Regions from separate parts of the Oryctolagus cuniculus genome. Here region 2 is linked to region 1. The links are chromatin contacts, called in public Hi-C maps. All regions are on one chromosome and are shown on one strand. Each heading gives the region's core, a stretch centred on a gene start, on an enhancer-like site or on the middle of the called end of the contact. The rest is flanking DNA. Distances are from core to core; before and after follow the strand shown.

Region 1 (4,964 bases), core at 315-2,814:
AGAGAGAGACAGAGAGAAAGGTCTTCCTTTTTCCATTGGTTCACCCCCACAAATGGCCGCTATGGCCGGCGTGCTGCGGCTGGTGTACTGCGCCGATCCGAAGCCATTAGCCAGGTGCCTCTTCCTGGTCTCCCATGTGGGTGCAGGGCCCAAGCACTTGGGCCATCCTCCACTGCCTTCCCGGGCCACAGCAGAGAGCTGGACTGGACGAGGAGCAACCGGGACAGAATCCGGCGCCCCAACCGGGACTAGAACATGGGGTGCTGGCGCTGCAGGTGGAGGATTAGCCAAGTGAGCCACGGCGCCAGCAATAAAAATATTTTCTATGAGTTTTAAAATCTTTTGGTGGCCTGAAAAACTGATGCCCAGGCACATATTTAATCTTAATTATGTGAGTGATATCAATCAGCACATCTGATATTTATTAAATATCTAGAGCAGAGTCATAGGAACAAATTTCTGAATTTTTGATGATATTTTAATGCAAAAAGACTGTTTTTAAAGTAAAATAATAACCCTCTTCCCCACAAAATAAATAAAACTAAATCAAGGCACCTACATTCTCACACAAGCATGTATTCTTTTCCTTGTCTTGACCATGAAAGCAAAAATTTCGTAGCTATTGTTTTCTACGAAACTGTAACTGAAATTTGTGGTCCTCTGATTTTATAATCTTCTTTCCTACTCAGATCCTAGTGTCTGAACATTCAGCCCCCTCTGTAGGGTCCTCTGGAATGATTAAAGGGCTCAGACTTTGAAGGCTTAAAAGATTTAATGAGATAACCTAAAATATGGCCTCAGAATGTCAGGGATCCCTGGAAGAAAGAAGCAGGTGCCAGCGTCAAGTGAAGGCAGAGCACAGCTGTCCTGGGTGCAGGGTTAAGGGCTGTGCACACATGGGATCTGGCTGTGCTGGCTGTGCTGGGAGGCCCACGACTGCTCCTGAGCAGAGGAGTGGTGCACTCAGCGCTGTGATTTAGGAAGATCGTTCTGGCAGGGCTGTGTTGGATGGCAGTGGCGTAGGGAGTGGAAGTGAGGGTGGAGTGAGTGGGTGCAGCCATCAGTGCAAGCACAAAGCCACCTAAGAGGCACTTCCATGAATTCCCACCGGGAATTGTCACCTGATGTGTGCTCTTTGGGGGCTCCTCCCACACTTAGATCACAGATGAAGGCACTGCACAAAACACTTGAGTGAATACTTGAATCCTAAGTACAGAGAATTGCTTCTGACTTGACTTCCTCCAGTCTTCCCCCTCAGTTCTTCATTTTGCATATTTTGCATTATGGTGCCCTTGGGGCTTCAGCTAAAGATTATTTTCCTTAAGTCTATTTTGATGCTTTCTTAACAGGTCAATGCCTCTGATAATTGTCCCTGGATTCCATGTATCCAAAGGCACTGGGCCCAGACCTGTCCTTTGGAAATTTGCCACGTGGACCCAGAGTAACTTCTGATCTTTGTGCAGTGGGAGGTCAGACAACAATTCAGGGTCTGAGTTGGAGTGGAAGTGGAAAAGATTGACAGGCTGCACACAATGTGAGGGAAAGTGCACAGGAAGCCTGTGTAGGACTGCCTGACTGAGGATGGGAGAGGGCGTGTGTGTGTGTGTGTGTGTGTGTGTGTGCAGTGTGCGGGTGGGAAGCAGGAAAAAGCTGTCAGTGATGACTTCAGGCTTTGAGCCTGGGAGTTTGAATATTACTTTTAATAGAAGAAGGGAGATAAAGAGAGAAGCTGGTATGAAAAGCCGTGTGATGAATTTGCACACCAGTTGAAAAGCATGAATTTGATCGTCCACCTACAAAAGTATAAATTTTATATGACTTAACTTTTCTTTTTCCAGGCAGGAATTTCAGGGGGCTTCTTCCTCTTCTTGCTGACCTTTTGGCTCCTTAAATGTTTACAAGAACTTAACATGGTTTTAGATCTTCTCAACCTTAACCCGCTGAAATCCCCCACAAATTCACTTCCTCAGGGACATGTGTACATGTCAGAGATGTCACAGCAGCCAGAAGTGTGCTTTTCAGCCTCCTAAAATACAAACGTAGAGGAAAAATAGCTATCTTTTCATTTTGAAGAGCATGGTCGTTGCCATCTCACGACTTGCTGAAATAGCACAGCAAAGGAATGTCTCTTGGCAGACCTGCACCATCTACGCAAACACACGCGCATCTCCTTCTCCATGGTGTATGTGACTGAGGCAGTGTAGTTCATGCAAGCGGAGGGGTGGCTTAACTGAGCACTCACATCTGAAAGAAACCTACCAGCCTGTTGAACCTAAAGTTACCCTCTCAATTGGTGGTATTTCTAACAACAGAAAACATTAGTTTCTTAATTTGATGAGAGCAATGAGTTGTCCAGTTCCAGTATTATCCACCCCATTGCCGTCCACAAAGAGTTTCTAAATTTCAGAAGAGATACTCTTGATTAAATTGTTTAAGAGCTTATAATGATCCTGTAATTACCATTTGTCATTACCTTCTGTACTAATGATTAAAGCAAACATTTAATAAGTAGGGGGCAGTAAGTATATTTTAGATCTTGAGCCATAAAAAGATTTCCATTAACAGAATGCTTTGTGCACAAATAAATTATTCATTGACTGTAGCAGAGCTTGATTCTGTCATCAGTCTTAATGGAAATTTTGAGAACACCAGTCCTCACAGACACCAACACTCAGTTAGCTTGAGTTCCCATTCTTCTTACATGGTACCTGAGCATATTTGGCTATTTGTAAAAGCTTTAGTTCAGTTAAATTCCATGAATATTTACGGAATCTCTTCCATGTGAATTGAGTATTCTGGTGCTGAGGAAGAACACAAAGATGAGCAGGTCTGCATTTCAGCCTTCAAGTTGGTTATACACCCTAAAACTCAGATAAGACTGCTGTATACCTGGCTTGGATATAAGGAAGCTTACAGTAGTAGTAGAAGCTTATAATAGTACCCTCAGAGATGAATAAATGAAATGCTATGTAAATTCAGAGGGGGAAAGAAGTCATTTTCTCATAGGTATGTTGGGGTTGGGGGCTTGAGATCAGAAATATTCCTGAAGAAGGATTTAAAGATGGGCAAGATATTGACAAGGGGAGAGAATTACATTCACACAAGCAGAGAGATGGAATAGATAATATTGATATGAACATGGAATGAAAAGTAACTTGGTATGTCTGGAAGATAGATTGGTTAAGTGGAAAGGAAACGAAAAAGAAAAAAGAGGCAGGGAGGGCATGGAGAGATCTAGAGAGCATAGTATGCCTTGAATATAGCTAGCACGTCAGTATAGTAGGCATTAGAGAACCTGTACCAACTCTTGAGCTAAGGAATAACATGGTGGTTGCCTTATGTTTTTGAAAGAGCTATCTGTCCACTGAAGATAGCATCACAGAAAGTTGGAGAACCTGGATGTAGCAAGCTAGAAAGCTATTGGAATCATCTCCAAGAGGTAATCTTAGTTAAGTTCTGAACTAGGATTGGGGCGCCGGATTCTGTCCCGGTTGCCCCCCTTCCAGGCCAGCTCTCTGCTATGGCCCGGGAGTGCAGTAGAGGATGGCCCAAGTGCTTGGGCCCTGCACCCCATGGGAGACTAGGATAAGCACCTGGCTCCTGCCTTTGGATCAGCGCGGTGCGCCGGCTGCAGTGGCCATTGGAGGGTGAACCAAGGGCAAAAGGAAGACCTTTCTCTTGGTCTCTCTCACTGTTCACTCTGCCTGTCAAAAAAAAAAAAAAAGTTCTGAACTGTAATAAGAACACAAAGGAGGGGACACAAGGGAGACAAAGTAGATGCAGTGTCTGTAAGTTTTGATATATAATTGGCTCTGAAGGGTGGGAAACAGGAAGAAAGTAAAGATTCAACTCAACATCTTTGGTATGCTTTTGAGCTAATTTGTGTTTCTGGAAAACCAACCAAGTATGAGATGTGCATGGCACTGAGGTGTGCATTTGAAAAGTGAGACTGGTCTTTTTGTCAAATAGCTGAACACTTAGTTGAAGATATAAAACAAAAACAGGCCATTATTAGTGGTGATGGAAGTTGAGTAAAGGGTTCTGACATTGGAAAAGTGGGAAGCTTTTCATGGAGAAAACACTTCAACTGGACTATCAAACAGAAGCTTCCAAAGTATGTTAACTGTCAGAAATATAGCTGAAAAACTAAGAAAGGCAGGTCAGGCTAAGGGAGGAGGGACTTTATAGAGAGCAGGGCTCTTACTGAGTGCCTCCACATGTCAGATCCTGAGCTTAGCTCTGTATTTAAGGGAAGTGTGTTCACAGTGTATAATGCTGCAGAGTTAGCACCAGTGTTGTGATCTACTAGGGTCAACAGATTTGGCGACTTAAGGATTGCAGGTGGCTTTGAAGAGATTTCAGTATAAAAGAGTTATGGAATTGTTCCTAAGGTTGTTACTTGTCTGGATGACATAAATTAAATATACCAAATGAGAGAAGACTGAGCCTTTTCTCAGTGATTTCCCCTGGATGGGTAAAGTTTATTTGTCCCTCAATAGATCCCCATGCTCTTGCTGTCTTAAGAGGCATCACTGCAGAACATGCTAGTCCTGACATGTCTGTGTAAAGTTTAAAATACTGCAGAAATGTTAGACTCTCAGTTTGTTTTCACAAATCAAAGTCCTTTACACTTGCTACCAGCTTCCCTCCTCCTCCGTGCTTCCTCCTTCCTCCTTCCCACTCCTTCCATTTGGGCACCCAGCTGATAATGGTGAGCACATTCACCACACCCTTGGCTTCGTGTCAGGGAAGTCCTCGGGCTCTCCTTGGCTCCTGTCCCATGTGGAAGGAGATTTCCATGGAGAACAATGTAGGGAAGTGCGTGCGTATGAGAGCACTCACACACACACACACACACATGCGCACACACACAGTTTTTTTTTCCTGTCTTGAAGGATATTTATGTGCCAATAAGTAGACAAAACACAGTCATACTCAGGCGTAGAGGGTCACACCCAACCTGA
Region 2 (4,675 bases), core at 2,076-4,575, 150 kb after region 1:
GTACCTGATAGGACACCTGTGAGCAGGTGAATTTGTGCCAGGTCTTCCTTTGCAAAGGTGATTGAGTGAGGACACAGAGAGGTGAATAGTGTTGAAAGAAAGTTTTGTTGTTTCAGTTTCAGAGAACAAAACTCAGTATGTCATGCAGGGCCATGTGGGGAGGCCCTGAGGTTGGTCTGGGGCACAATCGAGAGTGAGAGGAAAGCATGGCCCAGAGTTTTTACTGAGCCTTCTGTGGGCAAGGCAAGGTAGGGCAAAAGAAATGACTCAAGATGGGTTTAGATAATGTTGGAGGACTCGGGGTTCAAGTGTGGTCCCTAGTTGTTTGGTGCTTGACCCTGGGTGATTGAGGGCAGGGGAAATACCAATTTGGTGGGAGAAGATTAATTGGAGAGGTGGTTGGGGGATGGACTTGGATTGCTTGGAAGGTTGATAACATGATTTTTTTTTTCATAGGAAATGAATCATAAGGAGAGGTGTAAAAACACTGGCTATTAGCTTGTCTCTGTGATTGATGGATGAAAACAGGAAACACAGAACCCAAGGAACAGAGTTAGAATAAAGGGAGCTGTTAGAAGGTAGTATGCATTTCTGAATATGAAATATAGAGGACCTCTGAGAAACACATGGGCTCTGTGGAGAGGGAACAGCAAGCTTCACATTGTTAGCTTGAAGCTCTAATCCATACAGTTACCCAGCCCATTCTGTTTAGAGATAATGGACTCCAGGGCCTATGGGGACCAGAGAAAAAGGGCAACATTGAGAGGTTAAAAATACATCTTTGAAATCAATGACTCGGGGCAGGCTCTGTGGTATAGTGGGTGATACCGCCTGCAGTGCTGGCACCCCACTGCTGGTTCGAGTTTGGACTGCCCCACTTATCCAGCTCTCTGCTATGGCCTGGGAAAGCACTGAAAGATGGCCTAAGTTCTTGGGCCCCTGCACCCGTGTGGGAGACCTGGAAGATCCAAAGCTCCTGGCTTTGGATTGGCCCAGTTCCGGCTGTTGCAGCCATCTGGGGAGTGAACCATCAGAATGAAGACCTTTTTCTCTGTGTCTGTCTCTCTCTCTCCTTCTGCCTCTCTGAAACTCTGACTTTCAAATAAATAAATACATCTTTAAAAAAATCAATGACTAAAAGAAGGGGCCTCTCTAGATTTTGCATGAAGATGTAAAAATGAAACACTTTTCATGGAATTCTGTGGCCAATTGGGGAACTACATGATTGTGAAGTTCCTCTAGTTCAATGTCAGGGAAGGGTTCACAATTGAGAACAGATGGCACAGACCCATCCTATCTAGAGATGTGGTGAGGAAATGGTGAGAGCGTCCTGGGGCGTAATGAAGACACGGCTCTGCACACTCTCCTCTGAGCCCCACAAGATGGTCACCTCCTGGCTCTACAGCTGAGGAGGCTGAAGGGGCTCAGCACCACAAAGGCGCTTTCAAGAAACAGGACTGAGGACAGAGTGCAGGTCTTCCTGGCTCCTTACTCAGTGGCTTCATGGTCTGGACCTCCCAACACTCAGCTGGGAGCTTCCATGTGCAGGGAAAGCAGAGATATGTCCATGCAAGCCGGTGGTTTGAGGGCCTGGTTTGAAACCCGTGAACAGTCTCCTTGGAACAGGAGGCCCTTCCTTCTCTTGTTCTAGCAGTGGGAAGGCGTTTGCATATCTCCCAGCATGTTGCCATTTATGGATTTGGGCAAAATAACAGAATTGCACAGCTTCAGAGTGTCAGACTTCTTTTTTTCTTTTTCTTCCACACTGAGCTTCCTGTTTCTATGGCAATGAATAGGATGTTTTGCACCAAGAAACACTTTAAATGCCACTGGGGGAAGGTAAGAACCACACATCGCTCTCTACAGAGCAGCGAGGTGAAATGAGATGCTAAGAAGAACTGAGTGAAACAAGCAGAGAAAGGAAGCAGAGGCACAGTGGGAGCAAGGAGAAGGAAGGACAAGAAGCCTCTGCAGAATAAATAAATCAGCAACATCACAGGCAAGAACTGTACCCCTCAGAGTGGCAGTCATAGGTCCAGGGGCACTCTTGAACCCTCGGAAGGAGCCTGCCAACTTCCTAAGAGTGGTGTTTCCTAAGGTGTTTTTCCTAAGGTTTTTCCTAAGGTGATTCTTCCCTGGAGGCAGGGCTACAGGACTCAAGGAGGCAGCCCCACACACTCATACAACGTAGGGCACACATTTAAAGACTGTCTCCTGCAAGTGCTTGCTGTACACACATAGACTAGCACAAGGCCCCTGGTCATCAACCCTTCCACCTAGAAGGTTAGAACCAGGCTTTCCCAGCCATAACTGATGCCTGTGGATTGGTAAGGGAAGGCTCTGCTCTCTCTCCTTTCTGCCTTCTCTTGTCCACTTGTGCTTCCAAGAAGGCAGATGTTTATAGTAATGTCAAATAAGAGGGGTGTAACAAGAGAGCCTGCAGAATTAAAGTGGTGATGGTGAATTAAAGTGGTCTGCCCTCTTTTCTCCAATTAATACCAAAGATTATGTGGCCAAATCATCAGGTAGAAAGAGAGACCACAATACAATTTATAATGCAACCTGGTAGAGCTATAAGTAGCATATCAAGTACTTCTCACTTTTGATTTTGCTAATTCCTCCACCAAAGCCAAGCCAAATGAAATCAAGCTCCATCTAGCCTGAAGTTCCTGTTGTATAAGGTTTTAAGAGCTATAAGCTCCAATTAAAGACATGGCAGCAGGAAGAGCCAGTGGAAGTGTAGTCTTAAAATAGCTGGTCCCCAAGGAAGGCCAAGCAGATGTATTTGTCCAGCTGTTTGGTGGAGGCCCGAGGCCTCTCACTCACTCGCCAGAGACCTGTAAAAGGCTCACCTACAGCTGCTTATGAAATTGGTTCCTTGTAAATGAAAGTCGACCAGGAGTCATATGAGCCAATGGCAGCTGGACAGAGGACTGAGGAGCCAAACGAAGCAGGAAATGGCCACGGGCCAGGGTAAACAACTGGGGACAGGAGCCGAGGTGAGTGTCTGTCCCAGGATAGCTCAGTGAGGCACTGCTTTCCAAGGGCTTGGCCAGAGCTACCTGGTTTATTTTCAGTGAATATGGGTATGCCCCAATTCACCATGGGAGCCTTGAATTTGCATTTCTACTTTAAGAGACCCTAAAAAGTACATATAATGAAATGCTAATTTATGCCTTCTGCAAAGATTGGAATCGAGTATGGCTTGACGCAACTGCTAAACAGAACAGATTTGGAATCTCTGGCAGGCAGGAGAGGAGGGTGGAGGGAGCACGTGCCTCTTGAGTTCTGGAAGGGAGGCTGAGGGGAGGCTGGGAATTTCCTGGCGTCGGACTCCCTGCAGAACAGCCCAAGGGACATTCAGCACCCGCTGAGGGATGGCCTTGCCGTCTCCATAGCTCTGACCCAACATGACAACACCCAACAGCACCGAGCACAGAATAGGTCTTTGGTAAATATTTGGTGAGTTCATTAATCATGCTGGGAATGTCTGGGTACAAACACTTCCTCTCATGTTTTGGGTACTGTTAGATCTCTTTAAAAACTCCACACCCAGCTTCACAATAAAGCAGAAAACCCTCTTACATGTGACGTTCTAAGCTCTTCTACACAGCAGTTTCTCAAAGGTCACTGGATTTTTCTGACCCTAACAGAGTGCTCACCACCCTGGACAGTCTGTGTAAATGCTTCTTCCCATTCCCTTGCTCACACCCTCCTACCCTGGGGCCACACCCATGGCTGACACTGCTGTTTGTCCTAAACGGGTTCTGCTACTAAGAATAAGCCAGAAATTCCCTCTCTTCATCCACTTTTTTTCACTGTTACTGATATCGAGCTGACTGGAGGACAAACAACACACCAGCAGACTTCTGGAAGATTGTTGTAAACAGCTACATTCTTGCCCAGCACACAACACCACATTAATGAAGGAATCCACCTGTCCACAAAAGAGAAGCCCAAGTAACCATGCCCCCGCCACGACCCTTTCACCTCGCACATAGATTGTATCAGAGTTCCTGTTGGCCTAAGCTGGACAATCATTTTCTTTCTCTTAGGAATTAGGAATTGGATTTAAAGATACAAATGAAGAGAAATCAGCATCTATGTTTGGTTCAGATGTGAATTTTGGAGCCAGGGTGGCCATATGCAGGGATGACCAGAACAGACAATATGGGGAGGAAAAAACAAAAGCAAATGTGAAGAGTAGAGCAGAGTTGAAGATGCCTGGATACACTTCGTGCTACTGAGTTTGAAGACAACTTTGCATCTTTATCATGGGTTCCGATTTATTGATTAGCCTCACTGACTTTCTGATACTTGTAACCCAGAGAACTTTAAAAGACAATAGTAAGCATTGGAGGGTGAACCAACGGCAAAGGAAGACCTTTCTCTCTGTCTCTCTCTCTCACTATCCACTCTGCCTGTCAAAAAAAAAAAAAAAAAAAAGACAATAGTAAGCTCCACCATAGCCAACTGTTGCACCTATCCAGTCTACATTCCTAACCATATTCTTTCAAATTTTACCACAACTCTACTCAGTCTCTGTGTGTTTCCCAGGGGTCTATGTCACTCTGACCAGGACCCTTTCCTTAGTTCTCAGCCACTTCTGAAACTGTCCTGACTACTCACTCCAAATCATCTCTCTCTGCCTCTGCAGTCTGCTACTTTGCTTGAG

The links. Hi-C and Micro-C count contacts between places; a contact is called where the count stands out from the background.
Region 2: a contact with region 1 is called in a Hi-C map of liver, with 2.8 times the contacts expected there. The contact joins two enhancer-like sites. A contact is called at or near these places in 2 of 6 Hi-C or Micro-C datasets (liver and an unstated tissue).

Annotation. Positions count from the first base shown.
Region 1 is chr5:25,820,962-25,825,925 of mOryCun1.1, forward strand. The region is part of intron 2 of HIVEP2 (HIVEP zinc finger 2); the gene reads left to right. Among named protein-coding and RNA genes, the nearest start is that of HIVEP2, 130 kb to the left of the region's middle. Within about 2 kb of position 1,565, at least 1 of the 8 cell types and tissues checked has an H3K27ac peak or open chromatin away from gene starts, as enhancers often do.
Region 2 is chr5:25,970,021-25,974,695 of mOryCun1.1, forward strand. No RefSeq gene overlaps it. Among named protein-coding and RNA genes, the nearest start is that of HIVEP2, 270 kb to the left of the region's middle. Within about 2 kb of position 3,326, at least 5 of the 8 cell types and tissues checked have an H3K27ac peak or open chromatin away from gene starts, as enhancers often do.